Regions from separate parts of the Pan troglodytes genome. Here region 2 is linked to region 1. Evidence: chromatin contacts called from public HiChIP or PLAC-seq data. All regions are on one chromosome and are shown on one strand. Each heading gives the region's core, a stretch centred on a gene start, on an enhancer-like site or on the middle of the called end of the contact. The rest is flanking DNA. Distances are from core to core; before and after follow the strand shown.

The links. HiChIP or PLAC-seq counts read pairs in DNA pulled down with a chosen protein or histone mark.
Region 2: a contact with region 1 is called in an H3K4me3 HiChIP or PLAC-seq map of stem cell-derived excitatory neurons, with 4 times the contacts expected there. The contact joins the promoter of MRPL30 here to the promoter of REV1 in region 1. A contact is called at or near these places in 1 of 7 Hi-C or Micro-C datasets (stem cell-derived neural progenitor cells) and 1 of 1 datasets of contacts at active chromatin or transcription factors (stem cell-derived excitatory neurons).

Annotation. Positions count from the first base shown.
Region 1 is chr12:23,650,337-23,653,973 of NHGRI_mPanTro3-v2.0_pri, reverse strand. REV1 (REV1 DNA directed polymerase) reads right to left here and starts at 1,685. Exons shown (of 20, transcript XM_063789479.1): 1 at 1,492-1,685.
Region 2 is chr12:23,951,288-23,955,108 of NHGRI_mPanTro3-v2.0_pri, reverse strand. It overlaps MRPL30 (mitochondrial ribosomal protein L30), which reads left to right and starts at 1,330. Exons shown (of 7, transcript XR_001715950.4): 1 at 1,330-1,476. MITD1 (microtubule interacting and trafficking domain containing 1) reads right to left here and starts at 1,289. Exons shown (of 8, transcript XR_001715946.3): 1 at 1,058-1,289.

The DNA of each region.
Region 1 (3,637 bases), core at 436-2,935:
GTTCTACCTGAGACCTCATAGAAATTATTCTAAAAGAGCAATTCCCATCTTTACAAAAAAAAAATTAAATATGTACGGTTTACCGTAAAATAGCGGTTAAGGTTCTACAACAAAAGACAGGAGTTTGGTACAGACTCTACCCTCAAAGGTCCTACACAGTAAGAGAAGACAGGGCTAAAAAGATAAACGCAACACAGGAAAAAGCGCAAATAGCCTAAGAATTGAATGGAAGAGAGCCTTGTATACTGGAGAATGATTCCTGGAAGAGGAACTTTAGGTGAGCTCTTAAGTGTCCAGTACAGGAAGGCAGGGAACAATACGCAGCACTGGTGCCTGCACGGGCAAACCCAAGAATATGTGTGAAAGGTTGGTGGACAGATAGATGGTTCCCACAGGCTGATTTGCTACATACAGAACTCCATAGAAAGAACCAAGGTTATGGTTGGTCCTACCCTGCCTAAACAGGAAATGGCTTATTCTCGGAGACTAAAGTGCCAAGTCCAGAAAGACCAGACAGATACACAGAATTACGGACTGTTACATAAAGTCCTTAATAGTTACAAGCCCTTGTTGTGCTATGTGCTAGTCTGCATTATTTTCACCTAAATGAAACCATTTCTACTTAGTACATGGCGTGAGAAGACGTGGAGATAAAGAGAATTAGCAGACGTATATTATCTGCAATTTATCTTACGGAGGAGTACATTAAGGAGTGTTATGTGAGATTATTTCTTTACAAACTGGGAATAGGTAGGAAGAGCAGCGAAACACAGCGCGGCTCGGTGCGCCCAGAGCGGCGTCACTGTAACAGTACAGAAGTGGGCAAGGGGCTCTCGGAAGGACCGTTGGGGAACGGCGCCCAGCGTATTTAGCGAACGGACAAGCAGCAAGGAAAAACAAGGGAGCAACAACCGCCTTCGGACATTCCGACCGGTTCTGGGATGCACCGGGGACGTCGAAGGCGGGGTGCGGAAAAACGCTGTGGCTGGAGTGCGGGTGGGAGCGGCGGCTCGGCCGGGTCGACATTCTACAAACGCTTGTGGAACGAACGCCCGAACGCGCGCGTGAATGAATGGCGCGGAACTGAATGGCCGGCCGAGGCGCCGGCGCAGGAGGAAGGAGTTTGCGGCGCGGTCTGACCGGGCCGGCGAGATGCGGCCGGGCGCGGAGGGAAGGGCCGCTGCGCCAGGGGTCGGCGCGGGGCGGCCACGGGGCTGGCGGCGGCGCGGGGCCGGCCGCGCCATGACGGAAGGGAAGGGGAGGGGAGGTCACACATTACATAACCCGGCGGCTGCGAGCGCCAGAGGAAGGCGCCGCGGACAGCCCAGGCCGCGACAGGACGGCCGCGGGCCGGGGCGACGCACCCCTCCCCCGCGCCACCTCAGGCCGACCGCGCTCTGGCCGCTGCCGGGCGGGTCTGCGGCGCCTCCGGGCGACGCGTGTCCGATCCCGCCCCTCCCCCACCCCGCCGCCGGCCCGGGGGTCGCTCACCTTACGCGTTGCCCCAGACCACCATGCCCGGGCCCGGCCGCCTTCTCCGGCCTTGCGGACCCCGGCCCCGCCGCCGCCAGTGCCCTCGCCAGGGACCAGGGAGGAGGGCCGGGGGAAGGCAGCCCCACCGCCGAGCAGCGCCGCGGCCCACGCTCCCCCACGCTCGCGGCAACCAACCCCGCGCTCGCTCCGCGGTGGCTCTCCGCCCCTCCCCCTCCGGTTAGCGCGCGCGCCGCAGCCACGCCCCCTAGCGTTCCGCGCGCGCGCTCCCCGGCCCCGCCCACGCCCCCTCCGCGGCCCCGCTCGCGCTCACAGCCGCGCGGCGCACGCGCTCTGCTCCCCCCGGCCCGCGGCGACCCCAGCCTCGGGCGTAGCACCGAGGCGCCCGGCGTCGGCCTCCGTGTTCCTCCCCTCCCCGGCCCCGCCCTCTTGTTCTGCAGCCGCCCGCAAGGGGCAGCGCCTGGGCTGCACGTGACCGTCTCGCTAGCTGGGCGGAGGGGAGCGCAGCGCGGGCCCGCCCCCGCACTGCGCCGCCTGCCCGCCCGTCCTACTCGGGTCACCCCCGCGCTTCGTTGACCGGGTCGCGGCGCTTCGGTTGCCATTCAGACAGCGCGCCGCTCCGTGCACAGCGAGTCCCCGCGCCTGCCCCGCCTTGGGGCTCCCCAGTGGGGAAGGACACAAGTGCAGACACTGACCGGGCTTCAAACCCCGGTACTGTGTGAAGATGCGCCAGATACCCGGGTTCCCTCCTTAAGCAATTGATTTACAGTGACATCTAGTGGAGAAAGGGACACACATGAACTGACATTTTCCTATGTCCGGAGCAACCGGGAACCACGGCCCACTCAGGTTCGCGGGAAGGAGCACTGCGCCACGGCGTTTTCGGGATTCGTGGCCTGCTCCCGCAGGGCACAGACACTATCTTCTGTCCTTTGAGTGCCCGGGCAGCATTGCACCTGAGTATTTGTAAACGGAGGGCCGGTATCCCATCCCATGTACAGCGCTGGAGTTACCCGAGAAAGCAGTTTTCTATGAATATAAAAATAATATCCTATATTATGTATGCGTAAGTACAATTCTAATTGAGGGCTTTCTAGCAGAAAACAATCCGTCCGTAAGGACCACTTTCTCCCTCTTGGCAGGGTCGCTTTGAAGACTCCACATTGTTACATAATAGTCTTTATTGTTGTAATGCACAAACATGAAGATACTTTTTTCCCCCTCATTCCCTTGCCTAAAATGCTTCAGAGTCTGCAGGTACTTAGGAAACAATCAGTATTCTTTTGAAAACTGATTTGCAGAGTTGGAACTTGTTTACTAGCAACACAGAGAATACTCAAATAGCTCATTTCTTTCCCTTTCGGTTTTTGCCATTTTATAGACTTCTATAAATGCACTTCAACTTCAGTATTCTCGTCGCTAATCCAACGAATTTAGATTGCATACTTTTCAAAGACGTCATAATTTAAAACAAATTGCGTAATTGCTTTCTTTTCTTTTCTTTTCTTTTGAGACGGAGTTTTGCTCTTTTGCCCAGGCTGGAGTGCAATGGCGCGATCTCGGCTCACTGCAACCTCCGCCTCCCAGGTTCAAGTGATTCTCCCACCTCAGCCTCCCGAGTAGCTGGGATTACAGGCATGCGCCACCATGCCCGGCTAATTTTTGTATTTTTAGTAGAGAGGGGGTTTCACCATGTTGGCCAGGCTGGTCTGGAACTCCTGACCTCAGGTAATCCACCAGCCTTGGCATCCTAAAGTGCTAGGATTATAGGCGTGAGCCACCGTGCCTGCCCATAATTTTAACAGACTCACAACCAGTTGCCGACTGCAACACCAGGAGGTCATCTGCTGAGATGCTACAGAAAAACAGTGGTAACCCCTTGTTATGGGTGAGTTTTGTTTTGTTTTGTTTTGTTTTGGTGGTTGTTCTTTTGCTTGTTTTAAATGTCTAAATGGCAGCATTCCTGCACGATTGTATTTCAATTTTCTTTTCCACTCTCGTATTCAAACCGAAGATCTTTTGTTTTTCTTCTTTTTGTATTTTTCTCAAGGAAGAAACACAAACCTTGAGCCAACTGACCTTGGCAATACCTTTATAGAATACAGTAAAATGGTATTAACTGCAAACTAGTAGGCAGCCTCTGTAA
Region 2 (3,821 bases), core at 81-2,580, 300 kb before region 1:
CCAGGATGGTCTCGATCTCTTGACCTCATGATCCACCCGCCTTGGCCTCCCAAAGTGCTGGGATTACAGGAGTGAGCCACCGCGCCCGGCCGGTAGAGTTTGTAGTTCTGACCAAAGCACCAAACCATAAAGGGCTCCCCTCTGCTGCCTCAAAGCTTCTGTAACACTTTAATTATAAGAAGCTTAAACTAGAAAGAACAGAGGGAGCTTAGTCCAGACCGGGAGTGTCGGGGGTTGGGGAGCAGGAGCTGATCTTATCAATTTAATACATACATATTGAGTGTCTACTGTGAACCAGGGTTGTGCTGGGTGTTAAGGAATATTTGGGTATTTCTCAACATTGAATAATACGAAAAGTCTCACTTGTTTCCTCCACAACCCTGCGCATTTCTCACACCGAACTTCATCCGTTTAAGAAAAACTTTTCTTCTTCTACCGCTACATAATTTTACTTTGGCTTGCTTTAAATGCAAATGTTTAAACAGAAAATTAAAAATAATCGTATAATAAACACCCTTATTACCCATCACCGAAATTTTTTAAATTAGCATTTTTGCTCAAATAGAGCTTCGATTTTTAAGAAATTTTTGCTTAAGGAAAATTAACTAAAGACATCATAGCATCTCTTTCTAAAACACTTTGGTCTGCATCTCTAAAAATTAAGGAAAGTTTTGGAAAAAAATCATATTGCCTAAGAAAATAATTTTAATGTCCCCCAATCTATATTCAAACTTTTCTAATAGATCCAAAAATGTCTTTTAAAGTTCGTACAAATCCAGGTCCTATCAAAGCTTATATATTACATTGCGTTATATCTTATATCTCTTAAGTCTTTTAAAATCTAGACTAGTAGCCTCCCCACCTTTTCTAGATGACATCAATCTATTAAAGATCTAAAAGAAAGCGGCCCAGTTGTCCTGTAGAATATCCCACCTTCTGTATTTAACTGCTTCTTCGTGGTGTGCAAAAATCATTTTTAACTCATTCACTTCACCCCAGACACAGCAGGAACCAGCTCCTTTTCCTCAGGTCCTCCCCGCCTTGGCTCATTGCTCACCTTTCAGAACCTGCAGGAGCAGATCAATCCCCTCTTGGTAACACACCAGAGCCTGCGGATACCGCGACTCCGAATCTAGTTCTACGGCCCGCTTTAGCACAGTGGCTGCAGCTGTGCTCTGCGGGTCCTGCCTCAGCCCGGACTCCGCCATAATTCTGGAAGTTCTACTCCGCCTCAACCCAGGATGAAGTTGAGCGGGTCTGCTGCGCTTCCGGGAAGTGGTCATGTGATACCCAGGCGCCTGCGCTCTCTTTCTAGGGACTTTCCTGAGTGGGAGGGATTTCGCCGGAACAAAAATGCCTCAGTTTGGAGGTCGCGCTCACTGCGACGGCAGGCTTTGAGTGTAGCACTTAGTAGTTCTTCCTCTGCTCTGCTTCCCTTCGGAGGAAAAGTTCAGGCTGAAGGTTTAGCGGGTGCCGGTGAGTGGGGAGTGAGTGGCGGAGAGTGCGGCATTCTTCGCAAGGTGTATCCGGGAACCCTCTGCAGATCCTAATTGATTTTCCCTATTGCGTTCTGAGTTGGCCGGTTACGGCAACCTAAATGGGTCTGCGCCTGATCCCGTCACATTGGCTCCCGTAAGGCCATTGGCCTGCAGGATCCCCCAGTTTCCCAATTTGCAGGATCCAGGGCCACGCGGCTTTTTGTGCCCAGACTCTTGGAGCTCAAGAACGGAGCCGCCGAGGCTGGACAGCTTGGGAAAGGGAACCCAAGCAACATTTTCTGTGCTGCTGCTTTATTCATAACTTAGGGTTGCCACTGGGTATTAAGGTTGCTTTTTTTTTTAAATGAAGACAGAAAATTGCCTTTATCTTTGTATTGCTTCATTTTATAATGCAAACATCCAAGAGTTGGCAGTTAGAATATTTGCCATTTTATTAAAACTGTGATTTGTTACCATTTTGATCGAGACCTACCAAAAGCTGTTTGTTCTGCCCTTTTTGCCAAGAGGCCGTAATGAGGGCTGCCTACTGCTTGTTAGGCACTAGGAGTTCAGAGAAGAGACAAGCTTCCAGCTTTCAGAGATCTCTGGTATCTCTGCAAGAGTGATTCCATGTTTTGCATTTCAGAAGTGTTTTTCCCCCTTTAATAATTATATACATTGTCGGTTTAGAAAAAGAAATCGATTTTTAACATTCCTGTTGCATGCATGCTTATTGTAAAAAGACAAAAGAACTATCGGTCGGTGGGGGGGAGAAGGGGGAGGAAAAACGCCTTTTTTCATACCCCCAGGGGTATGTTAACGTTTTTCTGACAACCTTCCAGAGTTTTTCTGTGATTACACACGTTCACAGACATTTAAAAAATAGAAATGGGATCATACTTCTCCTGTGATGCCTGATATTTTCCTATTTTACAGAAGACAGCATAATTGTTTCAGGGTCCAGGAGTTACGTGCCTAATTATTAACAGTAACTTTTACTTTATTAAAACGTATTCCTTGCCGGGCGCGGTGGCTCACGCCTGTAATCTCAGCACTTTCGGAGGCCGAGGCGGGAGGATCACGAGGTCAGGAGATCCAGACCATCCTGGCTAACACGGTGAAACCCCGTCTCTACTAAAAATACAAAAAATTAGCCGGGCGTCGGGGCGGGCGCCTGTAGTCCCAGCTACTGGGGAGGCCGAGGCAGGAGAATGGCGTGAACCCGGGAGGCGGAGCTTGCAGTGAGCCCAGATCGTGCCACTGCACTCCAGCCTGGGCGACAGAGCGAGACTCTGTCTCAAAAAAATAAATAAGATAAAATAAACGTATTCTTTGAGTCAAACGTGGTGACACACACCTAGCTCCAATTACTGGGAAAATTGAGGATTGCTTGAGGCTGAGTTCAATACCAGAAACATAGCGAGACTGTCTCTAAAAACTTGTAACTTTTGACTGTCACACCTTCAGAAGTCTGTAAATATTTAAACTTCAATTATTCTGCAAAAATATATTATGTGTCTGCTATAGGGCAGATACCGCTTTACACAGATGTTTGGGATACTTCTATGAATATAACAGACCCAAAACAACAAAATCTAAAAACCCTTTTCCTATGGAATTAGCGTGTTATTGAATGTACATGCACTAAACAACAAAACCTAACAGATAATTAAGTTACGTTAGAAGATAAGCACGATAGAAAGCAGTGAAGAGGAACTGGGAGTCTTGACAGTTGGGGTATGGGTGAAAATGTTAAATGATGTGATCTGGGTTGACCTCATTGAAAAGGTGAGATTTGAGCCAAAAATTGAAAAAGATAAGGAAATTAGCCATGTAAATATCAGGATCATTCCAGGAGAGGGAATGGTCAGTCAAAGGGAGCATGCCTGCTTGACTAGTTCTAGATCAAACAAGGGGGGCAGCGTGTCTGGTGATTGAGCAAGAGAGTAATTGGAGATGGAGTCCTGGAGGTGGGGAAGGTTGGTAGTGCTCTACTACAAAGACGTGAGAGGGTGAGGGTTAAGAATTAGAGCCGGGGGTAGTGGCCCATGCTTGTAACCCCAGCACTTTGGGAGCCCAGGCGGGCGGATCACCTGAGGCCAGGAGTTCAAGAGCAGCCTAGCCAACATGGTGAAACCCCGTCTCCACTAAAAATACAAAAATTAGCTGGACGTGGTGGTGCGTGCCTCTGATCCCAGCTACTCAGCAGGCTGAGGCAGGATAATCGGTTGAACCCAGGAGGCGGAGGTTGCAGTGAGCCAAGATTGGGCCACTGCACTCCAGCCTGGGTGACAAAGCGAGACTCTGTCTCAAAAAAAAAAAAAAAAAAAAAAAAAAAAAATT